2 separate regions of the Oryctolagus cuniculus genome follow, and region 1 is linked to region 2. A link is a contact called in public Micro-C data. All regions are on one chromosome and are shown on one strand. Each heading gives the region's core, a stretch centred on a gene start, on an enhancer-like site or on the middle of the called end of the contact. The rest is flanking DNA. Distances are from core to core; before and after follow the strand shown. Region 1 holds the start of YWHAZ (tyrosine 3-monooxygenase/tryptophan 5-monooxygenase activation protein zeta). Region 2 holds the start of PABPC1 (poly(A) binding protein cytoplasmic 1).

What was found. Hi-C and Micro-C count contacts between places; a contact is called where the count stands out from the background.
Region 1: a Micro-C map of ear pinna shows a contact between it and region 2, with 4 times the contacts expected there. The contact joins the promoter of YWHAZ here to the promoter of PABPC1 in region 2. A contact is called at or near these places in 2 of 6 Hi-C or Micro-C datasets (ear pinna and an unstated tissue).

Annotation. Positions count from the first base shown.
Region 1 is chr6:126,359,002-126,365,857 of mOryCun1.1, reverse strand. YWHAZ (tyrosine 3-monooxygenase/tryptophan 5-monooxygenase activation protein zeta) reads left to right here and starts at 2,493. Exons shown (of 6, transcript XM_002710718.5): 1 at 2,493-2,633; 2 at 5,407-5,711. The coding sequence starts at 5,418.
Region 2 is chr6:126,164,461-126,172,105 of mOryCun1.1, reverse strand. It overlaps PABPC1 (poly(A) binding protein cytoplasmic 1), which reads left to right and starts at 3,490. Exons shown (of 15, transcript XM_008255797.4): 1 at 3,490-4,186; 2 at 7,016-7,209; 3 at 7,411-7,526. The coding sequence starts at 3,994. LOC138849952 (a long non-coding RNA gene) reads right to left here and starts at 3,097. Exons shown (of 2, transcript XR_011389268.1): 1 at 2,961-3,097; 2 at 2,390-2,525.

The DNA.
Region 1 (6,856 bases), core at 1,244-3,743, 190 kb before region 2:
TCTGAGTATGTAAAATCCAAATCCAGCCTATTTCACTAAAACACACACACACACACACGAAACTTTGTTAACTTAGTTGTTTCCTAAAGTAAATCTACAACTTACTTATGCAGAGATATCCCATAATTTCCTCTAAATACAAAACATTGTACACACACATGTATCTGTGACATTAACACCAATGTCCATTTTTAGAAAGACTTCTCGGGCCAGTGCTGTGGCATAGTAGGTTAAGCTTCAACCTGTAGCACCATTATCCCATATGGGCACAGGTTCAAGTCCCAGCTGTTCCGCTTCTGATTCATCTCTCTGCTAATGGCCTGGGAAAGCAGTAGAAGACGGCCCAAGTCCTTGGGAGACCCAGAAGAAGCTTCTGGCTCCTGGCTTCCAATATGCCCAGCTCTGGTTGTTGTGGCTATTTGGGGAGTGAATCAGCCGATGGAAGACCTATGTCTCTCCCTCTCTCTGTAACTCTGCATCTTAAATAAATAATCTTAAAAAAAGTTTCTCGTGGTATCTTCTGTCAAATTTCAAGTACCTAATACAAAACTGGAAGCAACCTTTTTAAAAAACAGCTTTTGAAAATGCTAGTCATTTTAAGTGAGTTGCTCCCTGAAAGAATTTACTTGGGAGTCAAGGCATGTTCATTTTATTATTTCAAAGAAAAACCTCAATTTTTCCATCCATTCAGCCTACTATGAATCTGTACTGATGCGCAAACCCGGGAAAAATAAGGAGACTCGCATGCGGTCAGCTGTCAGTGTGTTTCGGCTGACTTCCGTATCTGCTGCAGGTCTTTATTACAGGGCTCTACCCATCACATTTTGGAATCAGACATTTTGTCACAGAACCCTCTTGCTGGTCTATTCTATCTAAATGCCAGCTGTTGCTTCTGGCAAAAAGCAACCCAGACTTGAAAGGCCCTGCGGGCCAGACATCATATCCATCAGGTAGAAAAAGACAAGTCCTGGAAGGATGAGGCATCGCCTTGTGCCTACTACCGAGAAATTGAGGCCCAACTCCTCAGGGTCGCGAGTCTCCTGTGTTTGGGGCGGGAGCCCAGTAGCTGCTAAATAAAGGTATTGGGCCAAGGGGCTGTGCACCCAAGGAGGGCACCGCAAGAGTCCCTGACAACCACCAGCCTTCCACGGCTGCTGCGTGGTTTTGCAGGTCACCCGAGCACTGGGCAGTCCTCAGCACTAACACGCGTGCACGGTGCAGGGTGCTGGGCGGGCATCTTCCGCTGTGACTGCAGCTCTCCGCACTTCCTTCCGCCGGCTGGGTGGAGCCGGGCCGCGAGACACCTGCAATTTCCGCTCCTCTGCCCCCTCTCCCTGCCGCCGGGCTGGGTCAGCCGGGGCCCTGGGCACTAGGACTTTGCTCAGATCTAGCCTTCGGAGACAAAATGGCTATGACCTTTATGTTCTATAGCCAAGTCTGATTTGGTAGGGGGGAAAAAAAACCCAAACTACCCAACGGGAAAGGCAGCCGTTTCGTGTGCTGGCGTCCACCTAAGCAGCCGGCCTCTCCCGCTCGGGAGCGAGGCTTTCTGAGAGTGACCGCGTCTCCGCCAGGCCGTGCCTGTCGCCCCCGCCTCGGCGCCCACCCATTGTCCTCTCGCCGCTGTCACCGGGCGAGGATCCCAAGCTCCCGATTGGAAAAGCTGCCCGTCACTCAGCCACACTTAGGGGCTGGTCGCTCCGTCCTCTTTTCCGAACCTTAAAAGGTCTAAGGCCTCTTCCCCCGCGCCGACAGGTAAAGCGGCGGCCGTGGCCGCGGCAGGCAGGCGCCGCGCACCCAGGTCCGCCCCGCCCTGGGCAGCCGCGGGCGCACGGCCGGGCGGGGTCCTGCGGGGAGCGCGCCGCACGCGGCCCCGCCCTCGCCCTGCCCCTTCCCCCAAAAGCCGCTCACAATGCCCGGCCGCCCCAGCCGGCCCCGTAATCCAGCCCTCGGACCGCCCTACGGCAGTCACCACCGCGAAGCACGGACCCCGGACCCCGGGGCGGGCCAGGCCTCAGGGCGGGGGCGGGGGGGGTGGGGGCGCGAGCGAAAGGTCCCGGATGTTGCTGAAGCGGAGCCCCTTCTGAAGAGGGAGTGATTGGCGCAGGCGCAGGCCAGGTCGAACGCTGAAGTGGGGGTGGGGACACATTTTCTTCCCGTAGGATTAGCGGAAGGGAGAGCCGGAGGATAGGGGCGGGGGGGGGGGGCGCGGCGTCCGAGAGGAAGACGAGGAAGCGGGGTGGCGGTGGGGAGGGAAGTACAGCAGCTTCCTGCCCAGGCGCACTCGGGGAACGAGTAGACAAGGTGGAAGCCGAGCGCCGGTCGCGGGGCGAGGACGCGCGCTCCTTCGCTCGCCCTCTAGCGCGGGCGGGTAGGGCGCGCGCCGGGGAGCGGCGGTTGCGCTAAGGCCCCCGGAGCTGTGGGCACCAATCAACGGTTGCCATAGCAGCGTTTGACGTCATCGTGCGTGTGGTGCCCCTGCTGCCGGGGCTGGTGATTGGAGGAAACCCCGTGTCTGCGGAGCGGCTGTAGCCTGTGAGCAGCGAGATTCAGGGACAGAGTCTCAGCCTCTCCGCCGCCGCCCAGAGCCCGGTGAGCCTCCGTCCGTCTGTCGGCTCCTACTCCGGACACAGGTAAGGGACCCGGCCGCAGCCGCCTCGCCCCCGGCCGGCCCTCGGAAGGCTTGGGAGCCGACCTCGCCTCCGCGGCCCCATCGGCCCGGCCGTCGGGCGGTAGCGGCGCGGAGCTGAGGCGGAGTCTCCTCAGGCAGACACGGGCGGCGGCTTCTCTTCCGCAGGACTCGGGCGGGCGGCTTGCGGCCGCCTCCGGCTACATGTTTCCGGGCCAGTGCCTCGGCCCCGATCGGCGCCCGCTCCCCTCTCTGGATCCCCCGGGTGTGTGGGGGGGGATGGGAAAGGCGCCCCCGACACGAGATCCCCGGGGATCCCCCGGCCGCCGGCTCCCCACGGCTGCCGAGGCGCGGCCGAGGCGCCCCGGCCGCGTTCCGTCCCCACCCTGGCCCGTGCGTCCCCGCTTCCGCCCGGGAGAATGACTTGGCGGCCGCGGCGGGCATTGCAGTGGCGCAGGTGAGGCCGCCCCCTCCCCGATCCGGTTCCCCGGCTCGCCCCCTCCCCCGCTCCCGGGCGCAGCCTCCGCGCCCCGCGGTGCGATCGCCCTCCCCCACCCGGGGCGCGGCGCGGCCGGGAGGGGCCGGGGCCGCGGGGACCGGGCCGCCGCGCTCGGCGCTGCCCCACGTCGGGCAGGGCGAGGCCGCCGAGGGCCAGCCGGCGTGGGGAGGGGCCGGCCCGGGACCGGCGGCGGCGGCGGCGGGAGGAAGGACTTGAATTTTCCCGGTTGGGATGGGGGAGGGGACTGGTTCTTTTCTACTTGTGGTGGGGCGGGGGTGGCGCGGGGGAGCTCCGGGCCCAGGTCGGGTAGGGGAGGTGGGGGAGACGGCGCTCGGCTGCTCTCGCTCTCCGGCCCCCCCCCCCCCCCCCCCGGGCTGGAACCAGGGGCCCTGATCCTGCTTTGCGGGCCCCGAGCGTAACAGCCGGTGGTGGCCTCGCCGGGCTGGGTGTGGCTCTCCGCCCCCTCCCCCACCTGCTGCAGCTGTCGGGTCCTTGGACTCTGGATGGGCATCGGTGGCGGGGAAGACGCGGGGTGGGAGAGCGGGGTGTGTCCGCGGCCGAGCTGGTAGTGGTTCCGCTTCTGCGGGCGGTGCTGGCGTCTCGGTCCCCGGGTCGGGCGCCCCCCTCCACTTGGGCGGGGGCGCGGGCTGCTCCGCCCTCCTGCTCTGGGCGGGGGGTTAACACTCGGCGGTAGGTTGGGCTCCTTGACACAGATCCGCCATGACAAAGAGGGAGAGTCGGCGACTTGTGCGAAGGCACCGGCTTGGGCGGGGCCTAGGAGGAGGGGTGGTTGCGGATTGCGCGCACGGAGGCTTTGCACTTTAAAGTCACGGTCTGCGGGTTTGCGTTGCACCCTCCCCGACGCCTGACGCCGCGGAAGGGTTAAATGGGTGCGGCGAGTCATCTCCATATAGAGGCGAGGCCTTGGAGCACTAGTTACTCCGAGAAACCTAATCCACTTCCCCTTGTCCCGGAGGGGTTGTAGAGGAAAACCTTTGTATTGGTTTTAAGCCATTTTTCTTTAGAAGCAATATTAAGCAGAAAATGTTTGGCGATTTTATGGGAAGGGTTATTTTTGAAGAACCGAGAAGAAATGTTCGATGATAAATGTTAACTATTTTGCACATTGAGATGGCCCTCCTCGCATACGCTCTGGCCAGTTTCCTTTTGAGTTTTTAAGCAGTATGGTGGGGTTTCCCTGGGAAGATAAAGAATGAGATATTGGGAAGTCAGTTCCCCTGGGAGATGACAGTGGCCCTTCCGTCCCCCGTTTTAATCTAATAGTACATTTCATTTCAGGCTCTGTGTGTGCTTTTAAATCCTTTGTTCTGTGGTATCACAGTACGGTGTAGTACCTTTCTCTGCTGTTGAGCACCGTCTGAAAGGCTATCTTATAAGATAAATGCAGTGGAGGTAACCTGAAAAGTACGGGGAACCTTAAATGAGGGAAGGAGAGCTAGGGGAAAGGGCAGCTTGAGTGATAACATCTCATTAAATTGTGAGTACTAGAAGCGGTGCAGTAATTCTATTTTGAAACTGGAACGGGGACATTGGAAACGCAGATGCTTCCAATGTGATGAATTTTACTGCTCTCGGATGGAATTGAAATGAAAGGGACCCTTGGGCCACTTTGTGAAGCATGTATGCACATAAGAAGGTATAAAGGAGGCCTTAGGGTCAGTTAGAGAGTGATCCTTGGTGATGGCTTTATATTCAGAATATTTTAAGAATGAGCAATTTGTGTGTTCCAGAAATTGTCATGCTGTGATCAGCTGGCAAATGTTGCTATATTGGGTGGGAGTGACACCAACTAAATTTAATCATCCCTGATCAGAGTAAGTATTAGGAAAGAAAAAAGACATGGACTGTGGTTCTGGAGATAGGGATGACGGTAGTGGCACTGTTCTTTGTTTGCCTTGTTTTCATGAAGGAGGAGAAGCTGTTCTAATTTTGGGTCTCATGATAGAGATTTTTGGTCAAGTGAGATAAGGGGTAATTTTAAAAGGCAGCCTTTTGACCAAATGTGCAAAACTGGTGTTCCTTGCTGTGAATTTCCCTCTCCATTGTTGTTGTGAGTTTTTTTTTCCCTGTCGTGACCATCCTTTTGTGAGGCTGCATTTGAATTCCTCCAGTGAACAGTCTTTCACAGACACTAGGTTTGAAGTGTTGATATAACTTACTTACCACAGGTAGAATTTTCATTCTCTTTATTTTGATGGGAGAGAAAAATGTCTAAATACTGTTGTTGTTTTTTCTTTTTTTTTTTTTCCTCCTGCAGAACATCCAGTCATGGATAAAAATGAGCTGGTGCAGAAGGCCAAACTGGCTGAGCAGGCCGAGCGGTATGATGACATGGCAGCTTGCATGAAGTCTGTGACCGAGCAAGGAGCTGAGTTATCTAACGAGGAGAGGAATCTTCTCTCGGTAGCCTATAAAAATGTCGTAGGAGCCCGCAGGTCATCTTGGAGGGTCGTCTCAAGTATTGAGCAAAAGACCGAAGGTGCTGAGAAAAAACAGCAGATGGCTCGAGAATACAGAGAGAAAATTGAGACCGAGCTAAGAGATATCTGCAATGATGTACTGGTGAGGACAAAACTTTGTCTTTTTTTTATTATAATGTAGAATTACTGTAATGTGTATCAATGTTACTCACACCTTTCTTTGGTTTTACTTCTCTTTTTAACTAAAATTGAAAACAACTAGATGATTTTGTGTAAAAGATAAAATAGGGGCCTGCGTTGTGGCATAGCCATCAAACTGCTGTCTGCAACGCAGGCATCCCTTGTGGGCGCCAGTTGGAGACCTGGCTGCTCCACTTCACATCCGGCTCCCTGCTGGTTTGCCTGGGAAAGCAGTGGAAGATGGCTCAAGTGCTTGGGCCCCTGTGCCCACATGGGAGATTTGAAGAAGCTCCTGACTCCCTCACCAGCTGGCTGTTGCAGCCATCTGGGGAGTGAGCCAGTGGATGGAAGGTGTCTTTTTTTCTCTCTTAATCTTTCTGTGTAACTCTAACTTTCAAGTAAATAAGTAAATCTTAAAAAAAAAAAAAAAAGAAATGCAATAACGATTACTTTTTGAATCGATTTTACTAAAGACTAATAAGCTTTGATAATTTATTTTGTACTGATTGAAGACACAGACTGATAGTAATACTGCCTTTTCACCCTGGTTGGCATTTTTGTGGTTCTAGAACTATCTTATGTATATATGTAGATAGAGGAATTTTTACATATCTTGTTTTATGTAAGAGATGACAGGGGACTCACTCTGGATTAGCCACTATGATGTTAATGTGATGAGTCACCCATCCACAAGCTGTTTGCTTCTGCCTCTTCCCAATATTTAAGTATTACAAGTCAAGTTTGAACACTGACACCAAGAAGAAAGGTTCTAGATAACTCAGACTTGATTTTGAGTGTTAGTACTTCTCTAAAAGCTTAAAAGATTTAAACGATGCTTTTTGGTTAATTTTAATGTCTTCCAGACAAGTTTGATAAATGAATAGATGATCCAACACATGAATACTTTTTTAACGAACTAGGAGTTTTAGAAACTAGGAGTTTAACGAACTAGGAGTTTAAAGTGTAAATGGCTACACTTATATCAGGCCCTAATATGGCAGGGCTATGTAGAAAATGGAACAGTATCTCTCATTCTCTGGACAGGTTACTGAATCTGTGACTCGTAGAAATTCCAGTACAGTACTTTCTGAGCTTGTTCACAGAAGT
Region 2 (7,645 bases), core at 2,241-4,740:
AACCCGGAGCCCATATGGGATTCTGGCGCCGCAGGCAGAGGATTAGCCAAGTGAGCCACAGCGCCAGCCCCTCTTCCACTCTTTTATACTGAGAACACCTCCTCCATTATGCTGACTTGGTTTTTCATATTGTTTAGTAATTTAATAAAAAAGCCAAAATGAAGTTATGTCTTCTTTTAAACTGCAACAATAGAATTCAAGAAAAAAATCGGAGCTGACAGCCAAAAAGAAACAGAAAATTGCTGCAGCCCAATAAAATGCCAGAATTTGATTTTTTTTTTTAAGATTTATTTTACTTGAAAGGCGCCCTTACAAAGAAAGGGAAGATACAAAGAGATCGATCTTCCATCTACTGGTTCACTCCCCAAATGACCATAATATCCAGGGTATGGGCCAGGCCAAAACCAGGAGCCAAGAACTCTAGCCAGATCTCCCATATGGGTTGCAGGGGCCCAAGCACTTGGGCCAACTTCCGCAGCTTTCCTAGGCGCATTAGCAGGGAGCTGGATTGGAGGTGGAGCAGCTGAGACTTGATCCATTAGTCAAATGGGATGCCACGTCCCAGGCAACAACTTAACTCACAACGCAATAATGCTGGTCCATGTTGCACTTTTTTTTTTTTTTTTAATTTATTGGGGGCCAGCGCTTTGTCACAGCAGGTTAAAGCCCTGGCCTGAGGTGCCGGCATCCCATATGGGTGCTGGTTCTAGTCTCGGCTGCTCCTCTTCCGATCCAGCTCTCTGCCATGACCTGGGAATCAGTAGAAGATGGTCCAAGTCCTTGGGCCCCTGAACCCACGTGGGAGACCTGGAAGAAGATCCTGGCTCCTGGCTTCGGATCAGCACAGTTCTGGCCGTTGCGGCCATCTGGGGAGTGAACCAGCAGATGGAAGACCTCTCTCTGTCTCTACCTCTCGCTGTAACTCTTTCAAATAAATAAAATAAATATTTGGAAAGGCAGTGTTACAGAGGTGTGTGTGTGTGTGTGTGTGTGTGTGAGTCTTCCATCCGTTGGTTCATTCCCTAACTAGCTGCAAACGGCTGGCCAGATCCGAAGACAGGTACCAGGAGCTTCTTCCGGGTCTCCCACATGGGTACAGGGGACCAAGGACTTGGGCCATCTTCTACTGCTTTCCCAAGCGATAGCACACAGGTGGATCGGAAGTGGAGCAGCTGGGACTCAAACTGGAACCCATATGGGATGCCGGGGCTGCAGGCAGTGGCTTTACCTGCTATGCCACAGCGCCGGCTCAGCACTGATTTCAATGCTTGTATTTATTACGTACCAGGGAGCTCATCATAAGCCGCTTGAGAACAGGAATTGGTTTTTGTGTCATCTATTCTCCTTACCCACACAGTACTTACCATTTTGTAGGAATTCAGTGAACACAGGTAATAGTGGGTTGATTTTAAAAAAGTTTTAATATGAGGCCTTCAAAAAGTTCATGGAAAATACCTCTAATGTAAAAAAATACATGGGTTTAAACTTTTTTGCACCAAAATACATTTTTCAAAGATTTTATTTACTTTATTTGAAAAGCAGAGTTACAGAGAGGCAGAGATAGAGGTACTCCATCCACTGGTTCACTCCCCCAATGGCCACATTGTCCAGGCTTGGGCCAGGCCAAAGCCAGGAGCCAGGAGCTTCTTCCGGGTCTCTCACTTGGGTGCAGGGGCCCAAGCACTTGGGCCATCCTCTACTGCTTTCCCAGGCCATAGCAGAGAGCTGGGTTGAAAGTGGAGCAGCCAGAACTTGAACCAGCGCCCACATGGGATGCCAGCACTGCAGGCAGCAGCTTTACTTGCTACGCCACAGCATCAGCCCCTAAATTTACTCTTTATTTCTGTTTTTCCACAGAACTTTTCAAAGTACCCTCTTAGATTTGTCATTTGGTAATACAAGTATCTTCCCAAAGCAGAGTCCTAAGTTTTGCTCTTTTAATAAAAGCACACAAGGCAACACGCTTTTCATAAAATATTACCTTCCTCCTACCGAGACTGGGGAAACAGCATCGTGAGTGATTCTTTTGGTTTAAATTCTGAAATTAAATGCGATCAGCTATAAAATACTGGCATGCAGATATACACAGGGCACACCTGGCAACACAGTTGGCATGTATCAACACTTATTGAATTAAAGAACGAATTGGGCAATCATTCAACCTGAGGCTGTTCCCTTACCAGTAAAATAAAGTTATTACTTCTCCACCTCCCACCCAAGATTACTGTCAGGAACACACCATAGAACAGTTGTGGAAATGCTTAAATGCTCATTACCACCTGACGGCAGATTCTGTATATTGACCTGTCACTCCTATGAGCTGGCATTTTTAAGGCTACCAAGTGAATTTAGTGTTTAATTAAAGCTCACAACTAACGTAGGAAATTACTTTAAACATTTATAATTGGGGCGGTGTAGGCCATTCCTAATTTTGTCTGGTTGCAGGGCTGCGGTGCCATACACGAAACGGCTGCGACCAACTCCCACTCTCAGGAGAAACTCGTTTTTCTCCGGTGTGCGACCAGCTAAGCAAATACACAAACAGCACGAATCAGTGACCCCAACCTAGCACCTCAAGGCAACGCGTGGTCAGATCCCCCCCAGCCACAGCGACCCCGGCGACACGGAGGAGGGAGAGCGAGGCTCGGACCCCAGCACGCCGCCCCTCCCCCTCCCCCTCCCCCCGCAGCCCCGGAGCGGCGACGCGGGCCCCTCGCCCCGGACGGTTGGGGTCCCCGAGCGGTGGCCAGCACCCGCGGCCAGTTGGGCAGGGCGAGCGCCGCGGCCGTTGAGGACTGCAGCTCCCGGCAGGCACCGCTTCCGCGGCCGACGCGCGTGGCGGCGCTGCCCGCTGGGAGTCGTAGTGCGGTCCGGGTAGGAGAAAAGGGGGAAGCTGCCACCACCGGCTCCTCCCGTGCACGTTTCGGACACTGGGCCTGGAGGGGCCCTCGCCGGCCTACCCGTACCCGGCGTCCCCTCGGAGCGTAGGGAGCGCGGAGCGGGGGCCGGCGCGGCGGGAAAAAGGCCCCCGGAGGCCGCGCACGTGCGGGGTGGTTAGCGCTGAGGAACCCGGAAGCGCCGCGCACCGCCCACCGCGGCGGTGACGGGTTAACGCTCCTGCGGGTGGAGGTGGGGGAGGGCTGTGCGCCACGAGGGGCCGCCCCAGCCGACTCCGCCGAGCAGCGCCCGCCGGCCGGCCCTCCCTTCCCCCCCTCCCGCGGGCCCTACGCCGCGAGGCCCCGCCCCCGGCAGCGGCGCGTGCGCAGAGGCCCCGCCCCTCCGCCCAGCCCCACCCCCACACCCGCGGCCGCCACCTCTCTCCCATCCTCTCCGCTCTTTCCTCCTCCTGCTCTCTCTTCCCTCCTCCCCCTCGCCGCCTTGACTCCGCCTCCTCCGGCGCTGACGCTCGCGTAGGGCTCTGGCGTCAGACGCGCGGGGCGGGGCGGGTGCGGCGGGGGGTATAAGTAGAGGGTGCAGGAGGCGGTGCTTCCCCTTCTCCCCGGCGGTTAGTGCTGAGAGTGCGGAGTGTGTGCTCCGGGCTCGGAACACACATTTATTATTAAAAAAATCCAAAAAAAATCTAAAAAAACCTTTAAAAACCCAAAAAAAAATTTACAAAAAATCCGCGTCTCCCCCGCCGGAGACTTTTATTTTTTTTTTCTTCCTCTTTTATAAAATAACCCGGTGAAGCAGCCGAGACCGACCCGCCCGCCCGCCCGCAGCAGCTCCCAGAAGGAACCGAGAGACCGAGGCCTTCCCCGCTGCCCGGACCCGACACCGCCACCCTCGCTCCCAACCGGCAGCCCGCAGCCAGCGGCAGCGGATCGACCCGGTTCTGCGGCCGTTGAGTAGTTGTCGATTCCGGTTGAATTTTGTCCCTCTGCGCTTGCCCCCGCTCCCATCCCCCCGGCGCCGGCCCCCCGGCCCCAGCACTCGCCCTCCTCCTCTCACGGAAAGGTCGCGGCCTGTGGCCCTGCGGGCAGCCGTGCCGAGATGAACCCCAGCGCCCCCAGCTACCCCATGGCCTCGCTCTACGTGGGGGACCTGCACCCCGACGTGACCGAGGCGATGCTCTACGAGAAGTTCAGCCCGGCCGGGCCCATCCTCTCCATCCGGGTCTGCAGGGACATGATCACCCGCCGTTCCTTGGGCTACGCGTATGTGAACTTCCAGCAGCCGGCGGACGGTGAGCGCCGGGCCCGGCGGGCGGGCGGGCGGGCGGGCGGCCATGAGGCCCGGGCGGCGGCGGCGGCGGCGGCGGCGGCGGGCGGGCTAGGCCGGGGCGGGGGTGGGAGGGCTTGTCACCCACCCTGCGGGGGCCCGGCGGGGCGACACCCCTGGCCCGCCCGCCCGGGGACCCGCGCGGCCGGCCGCCCCACGCCCCCCGCGTGCCGGGCCACTTCCTCCTTTGCGACCATTTTCTCGGCCTCGGCGGCTCTGAAACTTTGGGGGTGATGACGCGCCGGGGAGGGCGGCTGAGATGTCCGGTCCCTGCCCGGCGCTCCCGCCGCCCAGCCGCAGCAGCGTTCGCCGCCGAGTTCTCGGGGCGTGGGTGGGAGGCGCTCGCTCCTGCCCGGCGTCCCCGGCCCGGGGAGGAAGTGCAGTTTGGTGCTCGAAAAACACCACGTGTTGAACCCTGTAACCCCGCAGGCCGAGGCCTGTGCCTGCTCCCGGCCCAGTCGCCTGGGGGAGCCACCGGGCCTTAGGATGAAGTTGAACGTGGGGAGGAGTGGCGGGGGTCCTGAGCCCCGCGGGTGTGCCGTTCACTGCTGCGTGGCTGGCGGCCGCGGAGACGCACATGGCCCGGGAGGCTTTCCCCGGGGTGCGGCAGCGTGGTGGGAGGGGGCCGCGCTGCAGACCCCTCCCCGGCGGTCTGGGCCCCTCGCGGCCGACTCGACCCCCCCTACCTCAAGACTGCTCCGCGATGTTGGTGGTACTTGTTAGGGGGCCCGGCCTCGACCCCTGAGGTGGTCGGAGTTTGTCTTTTATTTCTAGCAGTGGCTCAGACTGTCTAGGAGTCTTGGGGGAGAAGTGAGTATTGAGCGCAGACTAATCGAGGTGATGGGCGGGCGGGAAATGCCGCCAGCCTGGTCTTTTTATATTTGTGTTCAAAACCAAAATTTGGAAATCAGGGAAAAAAAAAATCTGAGGCTTGATGGGCTTCCGTGTCTGGCCCGGTGGACTTGCAGAACCAGCTCCTCGTGATATGGCCCGATTTTCTTTCCCCTTCTGAGCTGCTTGGAGCCGTGTCAAGTGTTGGAAGATGGGAAGAATTCCTTTTTATTCTAGCGGAAAGGGTCTTCGAGGGTGGACTTTGCGCCTTGATTTCATTAAGGTCCCCGGCGGGACGGGGTCAGCGGCCAGTGCTCCCCTGGTGAAGTGGGTAGTTGTGATTGGGGCGAGCAGGAGGTGACAGAGCCCGACGCTGGGAAGCTGCAGTGCAGGCTCCCTGCCCTTTGGCTCTCCAGCCAGAGTTGCGAATGTCACTTCCTGACAGCCCTCACTCTGGGCACGCGTGTACCTGGAGGAGATCAGAGAGCGGAACTCTGCAGAAGCCGTGAATGTGTGCTAGAGACAGAAAATGGCAGCTTGGACGTGGCGGTAGCTCTACGGTCAATGTTTTTAAATCCCCAAGAACAATTGTTTGAATTTTTTGGGACTTGAAAAGTTGGACTTCGGTTACCGTGGTTACGGTATACTGTGTGATCAGTCCCTCCAAGTTGACTAGTAATAGTGCGGTGACTGCTCAAGAGAAGGTCGCATTTTTCTGTCTTCTATTTTTTGGTTTACCATCTTTTCCAAATAGATTTTGGAGTGTGTGTGTGTGTGTGTTTTCCCCTCTGCATTGATGGACTTGTAGAATAGCTTCTGCAAGTGACCAGTATTCAGTTAATGAAAAGAGGCTCAGCAAAGTCAGCTAAAAAAAAAAAAAACCACTAGGGGAGCTGAGTGGGTGTGGTCAACTGATAATGAGCTGACAGCTGTGTATCAGTATATTCTAGAAACTGGAGCGTTCATTTATACAAAGAAGTGCCTGGAAAATTTGTCCTGTCGATAACTTTACATTTACTTTGGAGTGGAATTTGTGTGTTTCAGGATTTCAATCTGACCGTTTCTCCCTACTTAGGACTTACTTTTTGTACTTGAGGATAGAATTTTCCATTTAGGATCTCAACTTTAAAAAATGTTTCTTTAACGGTATAGGTACACATAACTTAGTCCTTTAGAAACTGATTTTAACTGTAAGATAGGTATTTGAAATTTTCTGGCACTTTCCAGATGTAACTAGAGTAAATTGATCATCAATTGTGAAGAAAACTAAAATGATAAAATTGAGGTAAAATTAATTGTGCGTCAAGAAAGCATTAAAAGTGAGTTGTAAGTATTTCAGAGCTGATAGTCAGAAATTCTGTAATGACACAGCTAAGCATGTCCAACTTCGCATCCGTTTGTGAAGGCATTTTCAAACCTTCCTTTGGCTTTGCCTTGTTTTTTCCATGGGAATAGGAAGTTGTGCCATGAGTCACTGAAAGGTCCCCCATAATTTAGGAGGTTTTATTTTTTAAGACTGTTGAATAGTTTTTGTATGATACTGGCAATGATAAGCAATGAAGTGACCGATCCTGGCAGATAGGAAAAATGTGAAATGCTCAAGTCTGGAAACTGCTTTGAGCCTGTCAATAATGTGCAGTAGCCTAATGTCTTTTATATTGCTCATTAAACAGGCTGCGGATGAGGAACCTGGGTTTTAGGTTTACTAGATACAAATGGCAATTAAGGGGAGAGATTGTCTCAGAAACACGTTAATTAGCAACGTGCCGCCTCTGAGTCTGTGGGAAACTTGGGGTTTCTGGTATTTGTCTTTTGGCAATACACGGTGCGCGACACTCTGCATGGTCAGGGGACGAGTCCAGCTGTGGGAGCGCGCGCCCAGCCACCACCCCAGTGCCACAGCTGGTGTGGCCCCCAGTGGCCGCTGAGTGTGGAGTAACCTCTGCTCGTGTCCTCTCTGCAGCGGAGCGTGCTTTGGACACCATGAATTTTGATGTGATCAAGGGAAAGCCAGTACGCATCATGTGGTCTCAGCGTGATCCATCCCTTCGCAAAAGTGGAGTAGGCAACATATTCATTAAAAATTTGGACAAATCCATTGATAATAAAGCACTGTATGATACATTTTCTGCTTTTGGTAACATCCTTTCTTGTAAGGTAAGCAAACATGAGACAAGTAAACACATTCAGAGTGTTTACCGACTTTTAGTTTAGTCCTTAAAATAGTCATTGCAGTCTGTTAATGACGGGTGTCTTTACTTCCTAAATACTTAAGTTAAATGGCTGACAGATGATCTCTGAACACTGGAAAAATATTGATAGCAAGTAATGAAAAGGGGGTGTATACTTTTTCCCTAGGTGGTTTGTGATGAAAATGGTTCCAAGGGCTATGGATTTGTACATTTTGAGACGCAGGAGGCTGCTGAAAGAGCTATTGAAAAAATGAATGGGATGCTTCTAAATGATCGCAAAGTGTAAGTATAAAGAGTCATTTTTGTAGATCCTGTTTCTATTCTAAATCCACTCTTTAAAAAATACTGTGCTTTTAATAGGTAGAAGTAGAGTGGAAATAAACCGCATCTTGGTAAGAGGT